Regions from separate parts of the Sus scrofa genome. Here region 2 is linked to region 1. Evidence: chromatin contacts called from public HiChIP or PLAC-seq data. All regions are on one chromosome and are shown on one strand. The core of a region is the stretch at or near the end of the contact, and the rest is flanking DNA. Distances in the headings are between cores, read along the strand shown.

Evidence for each region. HiChIP or PLAC-seq counts read pairs in DNA pulled down with a chosen protein or histone mark.
Region 2: a contact with region 1 is called in an H3K27ac HiChIP or PLAC-seq map of alveolar macrophages. The contact joins the promoter of CRTAP here to the promoter of CCR4 in region 1. A contact is called at or near these places in 1 of 5 promoter capture datasets (fetal liver) and 1 of 2 datasets of contacts at active chromatin or transcription factors (alveolar macrophages).

Annotation. Positions count from the first base shown.
Region 1 is chr13:18,858,321-18,864,653 of Sscrofa11.1, reverse strand. CCR4 (C-C chemokine receptor type 4) reads right to left here and starts at 4,058. Exons shown (of 2, transcript XM_005658814.3): 1 at 3,733-4,058; 2 at 1-1,289. The coding sequence starts at 1,240. The coding sequence ends at 158.
Region 2 is chr13:18,990,678-18,997,010 of Sscrofa11.1, reverse strand. It overlaps CRTAP (cartilage-associated protein), which reads right to left and starts at 2,640. Exons shown (of 7, transcript XM_021071557.1): 1 at 1,291-2,640. The coding sequence starts at 1,761. LOC106508320 (a long non-coding RNA gene) reads right to left here. Exons shown (of 3, transcript XR_002338195.1): 3 at 4,063-4,256. It also overlaps the pseudogene LOC110256564.

The DNA of each region.
Region 1 (6,333 bases), core at 2,809-5,308:
AAAGCTGACTGCAGGGTGAGAAGCCCTACTTTTAGCAGTGGATGTAATTCTTCTTCTTCCTGGCACTCATTCAGGAAACTCTTACTACAATAACATTTTAAGTAAGCTCTTAATTTGGGAAGCTTATTAACCTTGTTTGTGCATTTTTTGTTTTTTTTTACAGAGCATCGTGGAGATCGTGGTCCACAGTGGACTGCGTGTAAGACGAGCTGGGGGTTTCAGGGAAGTAGATTGGCAGGAGCCTACAGTACTGGCAGGGCACCAAAGTGCCCCGGCAAGTTTTGAAGAGCTGTACAATGTACTTGCGAAATTTCTCCCCCAGGAAGAAGTAGATGACTGGATTAAGGCAGCAGTGAACAAAAGCCAGGGTCTCTGTAGCCTGAATGGCGTAGTCCAGGTGTCTTTCAAAGGTGCAGTCCTGCAGGACCTCGAGCTCCACCAGGGTCTCCAGGAAGAGCACCACATTGTAAGGGGTCCAGAAGCCCAGGAAGAGGACCACCACGGCAAAGATCATCTTCACTGCCTTGTTCTTCTTCTCGTTTTTGCAGTGCTGCAGGGTCCTGATGATCATGGAGTAGCAGAAGAGCATGATCCCCAAGGGGATCACAAGCCCTAGAATGTTGATCTCAAGGGAGCTCAGAACCTTCCATCTTGTGGAGTTGAAAGAATACTTGGTTTTGCAGTAGGTATGGTTGCGCTCAGTATAGCAAGTGCTGAACAAAAGCCCTGGAAGTGAAGCGAACACAGCCACCGACCACGTGGCCAGGCTGGTGATGACCCCATAAGTCAAGGTCCTTGCTCTCAGGGAGAAGACCGCGTGCACAATGGCCAGGTACCTATCGATGCTCATGAGCATGATGAAGAAGATGCCACTGTAGAAGCCCACCAGGTACATCCAGGAAACCAGCTTGCAGAGGCCTAACCCAAACACCCACTGGTCTGCGGCATAGTAGCCCCAGAAAGGGAGTGAGAGCACGAAGAGCAGGTCTGAGATGGCAAGGTTGAGCAGGTACACGTCGGTCATGGACTTGAGCCGCTTGTACTTGAACAGGACCAGAACCACCACAGAATTTCCAAACAGACCAAAGAGGAAGACCAAGGAGTAGAGGGGAGGCAGGAAGAGCCCCCCAAATGCCTTGATGCCTTCCTTGGTGCAAGGCTTGGGGATGCTTTCAAACAGATAATAATTGCTATAGATGCTTTCATCCAGGGTGGTGTCTGCTATATCTGTGGGGTTCATTTTCAGATTTACAGGCTCCTCAAGGCAGGTCTGAGCCCAACCAGAAGAACTTAAAGAGGGAAGAGCCAACAAGATTTCTGTAAGAACACAAGCAAATCAAACCAGTGCTGAGTGCAGAGCACAGCTGCTTTGTATTTTGCCCTGGATAAGCCTACACTCTTCCCAACCTTCCCACACTGAAGGGCTCAGTTTCTTGAATTGAAGGGCAGTGCAGCCAAGCAAAATAATTCTGCCCTTTGGAGTCAGACAGATTCCAAATTCCAGCTCTACCAATTTTCCTACCCCTCTCCAGGAGCTCCAGTTCTCTCATGGGCAAGTAGGGGTAGAAAAACCTCCTTTTCAAGGAGGAATTTTTCAAGGATGTATTTCTGAGAGATAGTCTGGCATTACTGAAATCACTTGCAGGGATGACAAGACAAGCTGACATCCCCAAGAGTACTGCTCCCAGGGCCCTTCTGACATGAAAGCAAAAAATAAAAAAATAAAAGATAAAAAAAATCTATGTATGTTTCCCCTTCAGGTTGTAATGACAAAAATTCAGTGATACTTAGTTAAATCATCAGGCTAGAAGGGAACCAGATTGGCCTTTTGCCTTTATATAAAAATTCTAGGAGTTCCTGTCATGGCTCAGCAGAAACCAATCCGACTAGGAACCACAACATTGAGGGTTCCATCCCTGGCCTCGCTCAGTAGGTTAAAGATCTAGTGTTGTCGTGAGCTGTGGTGTAGGTCGCAGACACGGCTCGGATCAGAGTTGCTGTGGCTGTAGTGTAGGCCAGCAGCTACAACTCTGATTTGACCCCTAGCCTGGGAACCTCCATGTGCCATGGGTTCAGCCCTAAAAAGCAAAAAAGCAAAACAAAACAAAATTCTAATTCCTCCTGCCTGCTTTGCACTTTAGATTTCAAAGCATATTCACTAGTCTTATGCCCCTGTTCCCATGCCCCCTCCAACAAAAATCTGCTATCTAAGCCAAATAAGCATACTGAGCTATGGTGTAGATAACTCATGAAAGATTCAGAGAGGTTAAATGCCTTCCGGAGACCACACAGCTATGGAGAGAACTTGTTCCTCAGGCCCCAAGTCCCAGTGATGTACTGGAAAACCAGGTCTAGGGATGCTTTGATTTATGGCTTTTGCTGGTTTCCATGGTGCAAATTCTCCCACAATGGCTGAGGTCAAGCCACCAACTACCCCACAGAATTCTTGAAGATTCAACCATCAGCTCCTGAGAGCTGGCACAGGTAGCCCCAGCTCGCCACACCCAGCCCCATGTTCACTACAGAGTCCTGTCTTAGCCGGGACACATGTGGGCCAACTTGACACTAACACAGCAAATGTATTTTCAAGGCCCCACGGAAGGATGCAGTATTCAGTTAGGTAAAATGAGGGGAAATTTTGGTCTTTCATCAAAATCGCATATAAAAATGCATCTTACGCACTGAATTTTATCAGAGTGGGAATTAGTGGGACAAAAATCTAGAAAAGGCACATCACAGACAGAAATAAAATCTCTACCTCCCCAACCATGCTCATTTCCTATCAAACTGGCAGCTGAGGTTAAAACTTTCTTAACCTTACACACACGCACGCTCACACCACCCTCATTTCCTATCTAAATCAGCAGATGAGGAGGTTAAAACCTTCACATGTTCACGTGTGAATCAGAGCAATCCAGGGAGGAGGCTTTCTGACTCAAGACCACCTCCTCTTGTATTCTTCTTAATGGCTCCCTGATACTCATTAAAATCATTTTTACAAATTGTTCGATAATTCACATCTATTCCACTCCCTACGTCCCACCCTGAACACCACACACCCAAACACCAAAACTATGTGTTTCTCAAGGGAGAGGTTTTGATTTCTTCCTGCAATGGATGCTGAACATCTGGGGCATCACAGGGTCTCCAAAAAAAAAAAAAAAAAAAAAAGAGAGAGAAAAGAAAAGAAAAAAGCCAAAACAAACAAACAAACAAACTGTTAAATGTTATGGACTCTAGTTAAACAATAATTCTAATCTTTCTCTACCATTTTACTAGTGCAAATGAAAGGGATAGAAGAAGTTGATGAGTTAGGAAATTATCAGGAAAAGAAACAAAAGTCAACACGGCTGTTAAATGTCTGAAATCATTCTGTGGCCTGGTCTTTCTTGACCAGGGGTGTCTTGATAGAAGCAAGAAGCAGAGAAGTGTTTATGTTGAGTGAAAATTATCCGTGTTCCGAGCATGTGGCTTAGGCCAGATGTGTGCAGAAGAGAGCCCTGTGTATGTGTAAGAGCCGGTCAGATGAGGGCTCTGAGTGTGTGGGCACAGGTAGGTTATAAGCAAGCTGCGGGAGAGAGGCCAACTAGAATGACAGGCAGAATGACCAGGTTGCCCGAGTGATGGGCTGGCTGCGTGGCTGGGCAGCTTTCAGTGCTTCCAGGGTCCAGACACCTGTGGACCAAGCAGCACTTGGCCTGAGACCTTGAGAATGGTCCCACCCCCACTTACCTTGCTTGTCTTAAAGTGGCTCCAAGGAAGGTCTGCGAGGCAGTGCCCGGCTTGCTCAAGAAGCGTGATGCTAAGAAAGACAGGTGCCTTTGAAGGGCGCGTGGCTTCCTGTGAGCACCAGCTCTATCCCTCACTCATCTACGATGAGTGCAAGTGGGGTTTTTTGATAGAAGTAAGAAGCAGAAAAAGAGTGACTCTTAGCTTGGGTTCAGGTTAAACTCTTAGTCACTCATTTCCCAAAACAGAAAGCTAGGAAGCTTTGCCCTCTGTTAGATGAGGGAGGAAAATGAGGGGAGGTTTCTTATTCGTTTTTTGTTTTTGGCCACAGCATCCAATGGCTTGATGTGGAATCTCAGTTCCTAGACCAGGGACTGAACTTGGGGCTGCAGCAGCAAAAGCGCCAAGTCCTAACCACCAGACTACCAGGGAACACCCCTGAAGTAAGTTTTTAAAAAGAGAAACTTTTTTAAAATTAAAAAAATTTACAAATTAAAAAAAAACTCTAAAAAGTTTTTAAAGTTTTAAAATTTGTTGGATTTTTAACTTAATTTTTTTCATCTCAGCTGGGTATGTACAGCAGAAATGATCTTTATATTCTGGATCAGTGGGCTATTTATTTATTTTCCCATCATGGATGTACAGTAGCCAGCAATCAAGATACTCTAAACAGTGGGATCTGAAGAGGTCAGAGTGAGAGGCCAGATTTACTCCAAATAAGGACAGTCAGGAGTAGAGAAGAGAAAAATGTATTCAAATGTGTGCATCTGACAGTGATGCGGAGGGTCTACTCAACCACATTCAATAAATGACAAGTCCTCAGTCTGGTGTAAAGTGCCATGAGGACTGAGCTCTGAGCCTCCTTCACAACAGGGGCTCAATGCCCTTTCTGCCTCAGGCCCTTTCTACTCAGTGGAGCTTCCCCTGACAATGATCCTGGCTGAAAGATTCTTTGGGTTTGTGTACCAATCGTAGCAAAGGGGCTGACACCAGTCCCAAGTCTTTTCTACCTAGTATCCTTGGCTTCTGTGAGCTCCCAGCATTTCCTTCTGTGTGTCTACAATTGCTTGGCTCTTTGGTTCAGCTTAAAAGAGCCACAAATTTCAATTTTCCTGAGGAATTTGCATGAATAAAAACTGAAAAACTGAGTAGAGTAGTGTTTATCAATGCTTTTTTCATTATCACTCCTCCTAAGGGGTCTCTTCAGATTAGTTTTTCCTAATCACTTTCCCATGAAATTTTAATACCATAGATAAATTGTAAATCTGCTTTTTATGCATACATATATGCTTTATATATAAAAGAGTAAGATTTGTTTTGGAGGTCAAGAATCTTGAGCTAGAACAGTGCTTCCCTGTGTGAAATGTGGAGCCAGATTCACAGAAATTTTGTGAAAAAGAAATGGAGATCTGTGGCCAAGTAAGCTTGAGGAATGCTGGCCTTGGGTGCGGGTTAAACACAGTTCCTTACTGTAGTGCTTTCCAGTGCTAATATTATCATGAACTCTGGAAGGAGACATAGAGTAAAAATGTCCACAATATGTTTTGTTTCCAGAGCTGACACCAGATCCTTGCTCAAATTCTGGCAATCCCTCCCTTAGATAGGAACTAGCATATATCTTTTAAGTAACAGGGTCAAGAGACAAAGAAAGGAAGCTATAGGAAGAGAAAAAAAAAGCCCAGATGGACCCAGCTGGAACCAAGATGAATCTGCCCTCCAGCAGCCTCTGAGCCTCATTCTATACTGATTTTACCACATCATCTACTAAATGACACACCTACCAAGCAGCCAGGACCTGAAGCTGTGCCATATGGGCTGACGCTGACCTGTGAACTAAGTTCCCATTTCCCCATTCCCTGGCCATTGAATAAAGCTTGTGCTGCACCCATCTCAGCTTCTGTTTTGTTTTTGGATGTGCAAACCGGAAAAACTTCCCCACCCAGGCAGGGGGCCTTGGCCAGGCTAGGGCCCAAGCAGGGGTGCATATGACCTAATCTGGTAAGAATCTGACCAGTGAATCTATGTCCATTATACAGAGTAACTTATAAAATGAACATGTTTTTTGGAAACATAAAGCCAGAGGAAGGTTTCACCATGGAATTAGAGGCATCTAGGGACAAGTTGCCCTGGGCGAGTTCATCTGAGCGTGTCGCCTAAGTCACCATGGACACCTCCATGGAGGGAGAGGAGCAGTATGAATGGATGATATCTAGAGGTCCAAATCATCATCAGTGATCACTGGTCATTGTGCGTCTGCAGATGGTCCCTTAAAGCCAGCGGGCACTCCCTTGACTCACTGGCCACATGACAGACACCCAGCCCCACCAACGGGGGTAAGCCTGAGCTCCAGGGTCCATGTTGGCTGAGGGCACTTGTTTTGAGGCCTGCTCAGTCCGGGTTGGATCTCAGTGCCACCACTAACTAGCTATGTGAACCTCAATTTTCTCATCTATAAAAAGGGGTGATAATGCATGAGCATTGTGAGAGGATTAATGAGCTAATGTTTGTAAAGCACTTAGCATGATGTCTCGTACAGACAGGTGCTCAAAATGACACTAGTTGTGAAAATTAGTAGGTTAAATAAAACGCACAGGAATAGCTCCC
Region 2 (6,333 bases), core at 1,391-3,890, 130 kb before region 1:
GAAGCAGCCATCATTTGGGTCCTGGAAATGTATTAACCTTATCCCCAGTTCTATTTTATTTCTTTGTTTTTTGGGTTTTTTTGTCTTTTTATTTATTTATTTGCTTTTTAGGGCCTCACGCACTGCATATGGAGGTTCCCAGGCTAGGTGTCCAATTGGAGCTGTAGCCCACCAGCCTATGCCACAGCCACAGCAACGTCAGATCCGAGCTGCATCTGAGACCTACACTACAGCTCACAGCAATGCAGGATCCTTAACCCACTCAGCAAGGCCAGGGATGGAACCTGCGACCTCATGGATACTAGTCAGATTGTTTCCGCTGAGCCACAAGGGGAACTCCTCCCTACTTCTATTTTAAAATCGCTTTTTTTTTTATTGCCATGACAAACATTCTGATACAAATCAGATACTTCCATATGAAACAATTAACAAGGCCTAGAAATAATCCACTTTCTCCTATTTAGGGTTTTGTGCTATTTTATGGTTCATATGAAATGTAACATACACGAGGTTCTGTTTCAGGCAAAATGAAAAACAGATCGTGCAGCCCAAAGATTCAAAGCAAGTTTAAAAAGTCGTTTTCCATTAGATAAAAGTAGAAACTGGGCTTTGAGAGAGCTCTCCTGGCAAAATCAGGTGAAGACCCACCAAGCTAAAGCCTCTTTATCCAGTAACTAGGGATTTCAACCCATTCTTAAAACTTGTGGGTCCCCAGAACAAGGACTTAAAGGATAGAGAACTGCAATTTGTAACTATTTTTAGCCTGCAATCGCAGAGATTGTAAGCAGCCACAAAAAGGAAGACAACCGTGTTGCATTCTAGATGAAAGAGCACCAGCCCCGATGAATCACAGCGCTCCACCGAGCAAGGAAGTGTCGTTCCTACGAGGTGAGCCCTGCCCTTCCCTGGCCTCAATTTCCTCCTCTCTAAAAGGGACCAGCCAGCTCCTCACGTCCTCTTCCGCCCCATTAGTGAAACGCACCACTCAATGAGAAAAGGGGATTTTAATGGTATCTACCAAAAAAAGTGGTCCGTCTTCAAATAACTCTGTGCCAGACGTTCTATATACGTTCTCTGCCTCAGAACAACCCTTCAAGAAAAGTATGCTAGTCTCTATTTAAGATGAAGAATGTAGCGATCAGGATTTGAAGGCGTCCTTTGGCAGAGCTGGGTGCGAAAGATCTGTGTCAAGAAAGGGGAGCGGGACAAGTCCTAGGTAAAGGGGAGGAGCCTGGGCCTGGGAGGGACCCTTAGCTAAGGGGCGTGGTGTGGCGGGGCGGGCGGACTTGCCTTGAAGTAGGCGAACTGCAGAAACTTGTAGGGCTCTCGGCGCTGGAAGTCGGCCAGTACTTCGCGGCTGGGCTGTGACTGGCGGAAGGCTGGCAGGCCCTGCTTGCAGCGTTTGAGGCAGTGTGCGCGGCGCAGCAGGCCCCCAAAGAGGCGCAGCTCTGGATAGCGCGCGAGGCCGGCGGTGGGCTCAGGCTGTGGCGCCGCGCTGCAGTTGCGGTGGCAGAAGGCCTCGCTGTCGCGCAGCAGGCGGTGCAGCCGCAGGCTAATCTCCAGGTAGCCCACGCTCTCGGCCCAGTGCTCGCCGCTGTACTGGTCCAGCGCGTGCCGGTAGGCCGACTCGAGCGGCATCAGCTCGTCCCGCGGGAAGCTGCGGAAGCTGTAGCGCTCGTACTGGGCGCGTCCGGAGCGCAGCGCGCAGCCAGCGCACAGCAGCGCCAGCAGTGCCGCGGCCGCCCGGCGCCCCGACTCCATCGCTCCCGGCGGAAGGAAGGAAGGAAAGAAAGAAGGAGGGGAACGAAAAGGAAAGGAAGCGGGAGAACGGCACGACGCGGCGAGCCGAATGCTGGGAAGGCGTGGACGCCAGCCTCCGGCCCGCCCCGTCCGGCCGCCCCTCCCAACCCAGTCGGGGGGTCCGGGCGAAACTGCCTGCGCGGGGAGGGTGTCCTGGGGAGGCGCGCTGCCCTTTGGTTCTTACACGGTCTAACCCGTGATCCCAGGCTCCACTGTACGCTCCTTTAAAGAGGGCTGGCTGCAACCCAGAGGCGGCCCTAATAATGGATCCTAGATCAGCCCTGCTTAGACTTTATAATCACTATACGACTTGTGCAAACACAGATTCCTGGTCTATGCCCCCACAGTTTCTGATTAAGCAAGTCGGGGTTGGGGCTGGTGGTGTCCTGAGGATTTGCAGTTTTAACCTGCACTTTGGTGAGGCTGATGCTTCCGGTCCACTGGCTACATTTTGATGGCAGTGCCAACGCCTTACATTTCAGTGAGAAAAATCAATGCATAAATAAAATGAGGAAGTCGGAGTTTCCGTCGTGGCTCAGCAGAAAGGAATCTGACTGGAATCCATGAAGACGGAGGTTCCATCCCAGGCCTTGCTCAGCGGTTAAGGATCCGGCTTTGCCTTGAGCTGTGGTGTAGGTGGCAGACTTGACTCGGATCTGACGTTGCTGTGGCTGTGGCGGACGACAGCGGCTACAGTTCGAATTAAAACCCCTAGGCTGGGAAATTCCATATGCCGTGGGTGCGGCCCGAGGAAGACAAAAAAAAAAAGGTAATCAGTGGCACTGTGTAAACTATTAAGCTAATCAAGTTGAAGCATATGCTTGAGAAACCTGTGTGCACCAAAAGATGTGGATGGGGAGTTCCTGTTGTGGCTCAGCGGTTAACGAACCCGACTAACATCCATGAGGATGCAGGTTCCATCCCTGACCTTGCTCAGTAGGTTAAGGATCCTGCGTTGCCCTCAGCTCTGGTGTAGGTCCCAGACACAGCTTGGATCTGGCTAGAATCTGGTGTTGCGGTGGCTGTGGCATAGGCTGGTGACTACAGCTCTGATTGGACCCCTAGCCTGGGAACTTCCATATGCTGAGGGCGTGCCCTTAAAAAAAAAATGTGGATAGAATGTTAAAGCAGCATTGCTATTTTTCAAATTCTTTAAAAATTCTAAATTACAGAAAAGTTGCTAGGATAGTAAAAACATATCCTTCATCCACATTCAAAGATTGCTAAATTATACCACATTTCCCTTTTTATTTTTTTTCCCCTGAATCATTGGAGAGTAGATTGTATATATCGGGCCACTTATCCCTTAATCTTAGTTTGTATGACCTAAGAATAAAACTTCAGATAATGATCAAATTCAGGAAACAATGATAGAAAACTAAACTACATTCCCTATTCCAGTTTTGTCAACTTTTTTTTTTTTTTTTTTTTGGTCTTTTTGTCTTTTTAGGGCCACACCTGCGGCACATGGAGCTTCCCAGGCTAGGTAGGGGTCTAATCGGAGTTGTAGCCGCCGGCCTGCACCACAGCTATAGCCACACTAGATCCGAGCCACGTCTGCAACCTACACCACAACTCACCGCAATGCCGGATCCTGACCAGCTGAGCGAGGCCAGGGATCAAACCCACAACCTCATGGTTCCTAGTCAGATAGGTTTCCACTGCACCACGATGGGAACTCCAGTTTTGTCAACTTTCTAATAACGTTTTTTATAGCACATTTTTTCCCTGGAGAGGATGCAGTCCAATATCATGTATTATCTCTAGTTTTTACTTCTATTTAGTGTTCTGGAATCTGAACTTTTTCTTCAGCTTTTCTTGTTATGTCATTGACACTATTTAAAAATACAAACCAGTCAAAAATACACAGTTCCTGCTGTGGCATAGTGGGTTAAGTTTAGAGCACTGCCACAGCTCATGAAGGTCGAAGCTGCAGCTCCAATTTAATCTCTGGCCTGGGAATATCCATATGCAGCAAAAATAAATTTTTAAAAAATATACAAACCAGGAGTTCCCGTTGTGGCGCAGTGGTTAACAAATCCGACTAGGAACCATGTGGTTGTGGGTTCGATCCCTGGCCTTGCTCAGTGGGTTAAGGATCCGGCATTGTCATGAGCTATGGTGTAGATCACAGACGCGACTCAGATCCCACGTCACTGTGGCTGTGCTATAGGCCGGCGGCTACAGCTCCAACCTGACCCCTAGCCTGGGAACCTCCATATGCCGTGGGAGCAGCCCAAGAAACGGCAAAAAGACAAAAAAAAAAAAAAAAAAAAAAAAAAGAAAGAAAGAAAAGAAAAAGACAAAAGACAAAAATAAAAACAAAAAATAAAAATATACGAACCAAAACAAAGATGAGACCTACTGTACACCTAGGAGAATGGGCCAAAATCCAAAATACTGACAACACGAAATGCTGACGAGGATGTAGAACAACAGGAACTCTTCATTCATTGCTGGTGGGAATACAAGATGGTACAGTCACTTTGGAAGACAGTTTGGAGTTTCTTACCGAACTAAAAATACCCTGCGATACCATCCAGCAATTAGCACTCATTGGTATTTACTGAAATATGTCCACCCAAAAGCCTGCCCCAAAATGTAACAGCCTTTTACAGAATTGTCCAGTTTGGATGCAAACAAGATGTCCTTCAATAGGCAAATGAGTAAATTCACTGGTACATCAAGACAGTAGGCCTTTCTGCCCCTGGATGCCGCTGAGTAAGCATCATTATATCCTCCTCCCCACTACCATCATGTCTAAGTCAGAGTCTCCCAAAGAGCCGAACAGCTGCGGAAGCTCTTCATCGGAGGTTTGAGCTTTGAAACAACTGATGAGAGTCTGAGGAGCCATTCTGAGCAATGGGGGACATTCACAGACTGTGTGGTATGAGGAACCCAAACATCAAGCGTTCCAGAGGCTTCAGGTTTGTCACATATGCCACTGTGGAGGAGGTGGATGCAGCCATGACTGCAAGGCCACACAAGGTGGATGGAAGAGTTGTAGAACCAAAGAGGGCCATCTCAAGAGAAGATTCTCAAAGACCTGGTGCCCACTTAACTGTGAAAAAGATTTTTGTTGGTGGCATTAAAGAAGACACTGAAGAACATCACCTAAGAGAGTATTTTGAACAGTATGGGAAAATCAGTGATTGAAATCATGACTGACCGAGGCAGTGGCAAAAAGAGAGCTGTTGCTTTTGTAACCTTTGATGACCACGGCTCCGTAGACAAGATTGTCATTCAGAAATACCACACTGTGAATGGCCTCAACTGTGAAGTGAGGAAAGCCCTATCCAAGCAAGAGATGGCTAGTGCTTCATCCAGCCAAAAAGGTCAAAGTGGTTCTGGAAACTTTGGTGGTGGTCGTGGAGATGGTTTTGGTGGAAAAGACAACTTTGGTCATGGGGGAAACTTCAGTGGTCAAGGTGGCTTTGGTGGCAGTCGTGGTGGTGGATATGGTATCAGCGGGGATAGCTGTAATGGATTTGGTAATGACAGAAACCATTTTGGAGGTGGTGGAAGCTACAATGATTTTGGCAATTACAACAATCAATCTTCAAGTTTTGGACCCGTGAAAGGAGGAAATTTTGGCGACAGAAGTTCTGGCCCCTATGGTGGTAGAGGCCAATACTTTGCCAAACCATGAAACCAAAGTGGCTATGACAGTTCCAGCAGCAGCAGTAGCTATAGCAGTGGCAGAAAGTTTTAATTATCACTGCCAGGAAACAAAGCTTAGCAGGAGAGGAGAGCCAGAGAAGTGACAGGGAAGCTACAGGTTACAACAGATTTGTGAACTGAGCCAAGCACAGTGGTGGCAAGGCCTAGCTGCGACAAAGACATGTTTTAAAAAATACTCATGTGTATGGGCAAAGAAACTCCGAGGACTGTATTTGTGACTAATTGTATAATAGGCTATTTTAGTTTCTGTTCTGTGGAAAGTGTAAAGCATTCCAAAAAAGGGTTTTAATGTAGATTTTTTTTTTTTTGCACCCATGCTGTTGATTGCTAAATGTAATAGTCTGATCATGATGCTGAATAAATGTGTCTTTTTTTAAATGTGCTGTGTAAAGTTAGTCTATTCTGAAGCATTTTGGTAAACTACCCCAACAGTGTGAAGTTAGAATACCTTCAGGGTGATGCCAGGTTCCATTCAAAATTTACAACCTGCTTGGGTGGAGAAGCCCTTGTCTTCAGAAACCTTGGTGTAGCTGAACTGACAGTTAACTGTGTTGTGACCTAGAGTTCACCCTTAAAGGGCCACCCAAGCAAAGTCATGGAGGTATTTTTGGTTATTAATATGATTGTTGGCATAGCCTATGCAATATATCTAAATTGAATTATGGTACCAGATAAAGTTATAGATGGGAATGAAGATCCCATCCATTATCATATGTAATCAATAAACGATTTAATAGCAAAAATAAAAAAAAGACAGTAGAATATTACTCAGCACTAAAAAGAAAGGAGGCATCAAGCCACGGAAAGATGTGGAAGAATTTTAAATGCATTTTACTACGTGAAAGAAGCCAA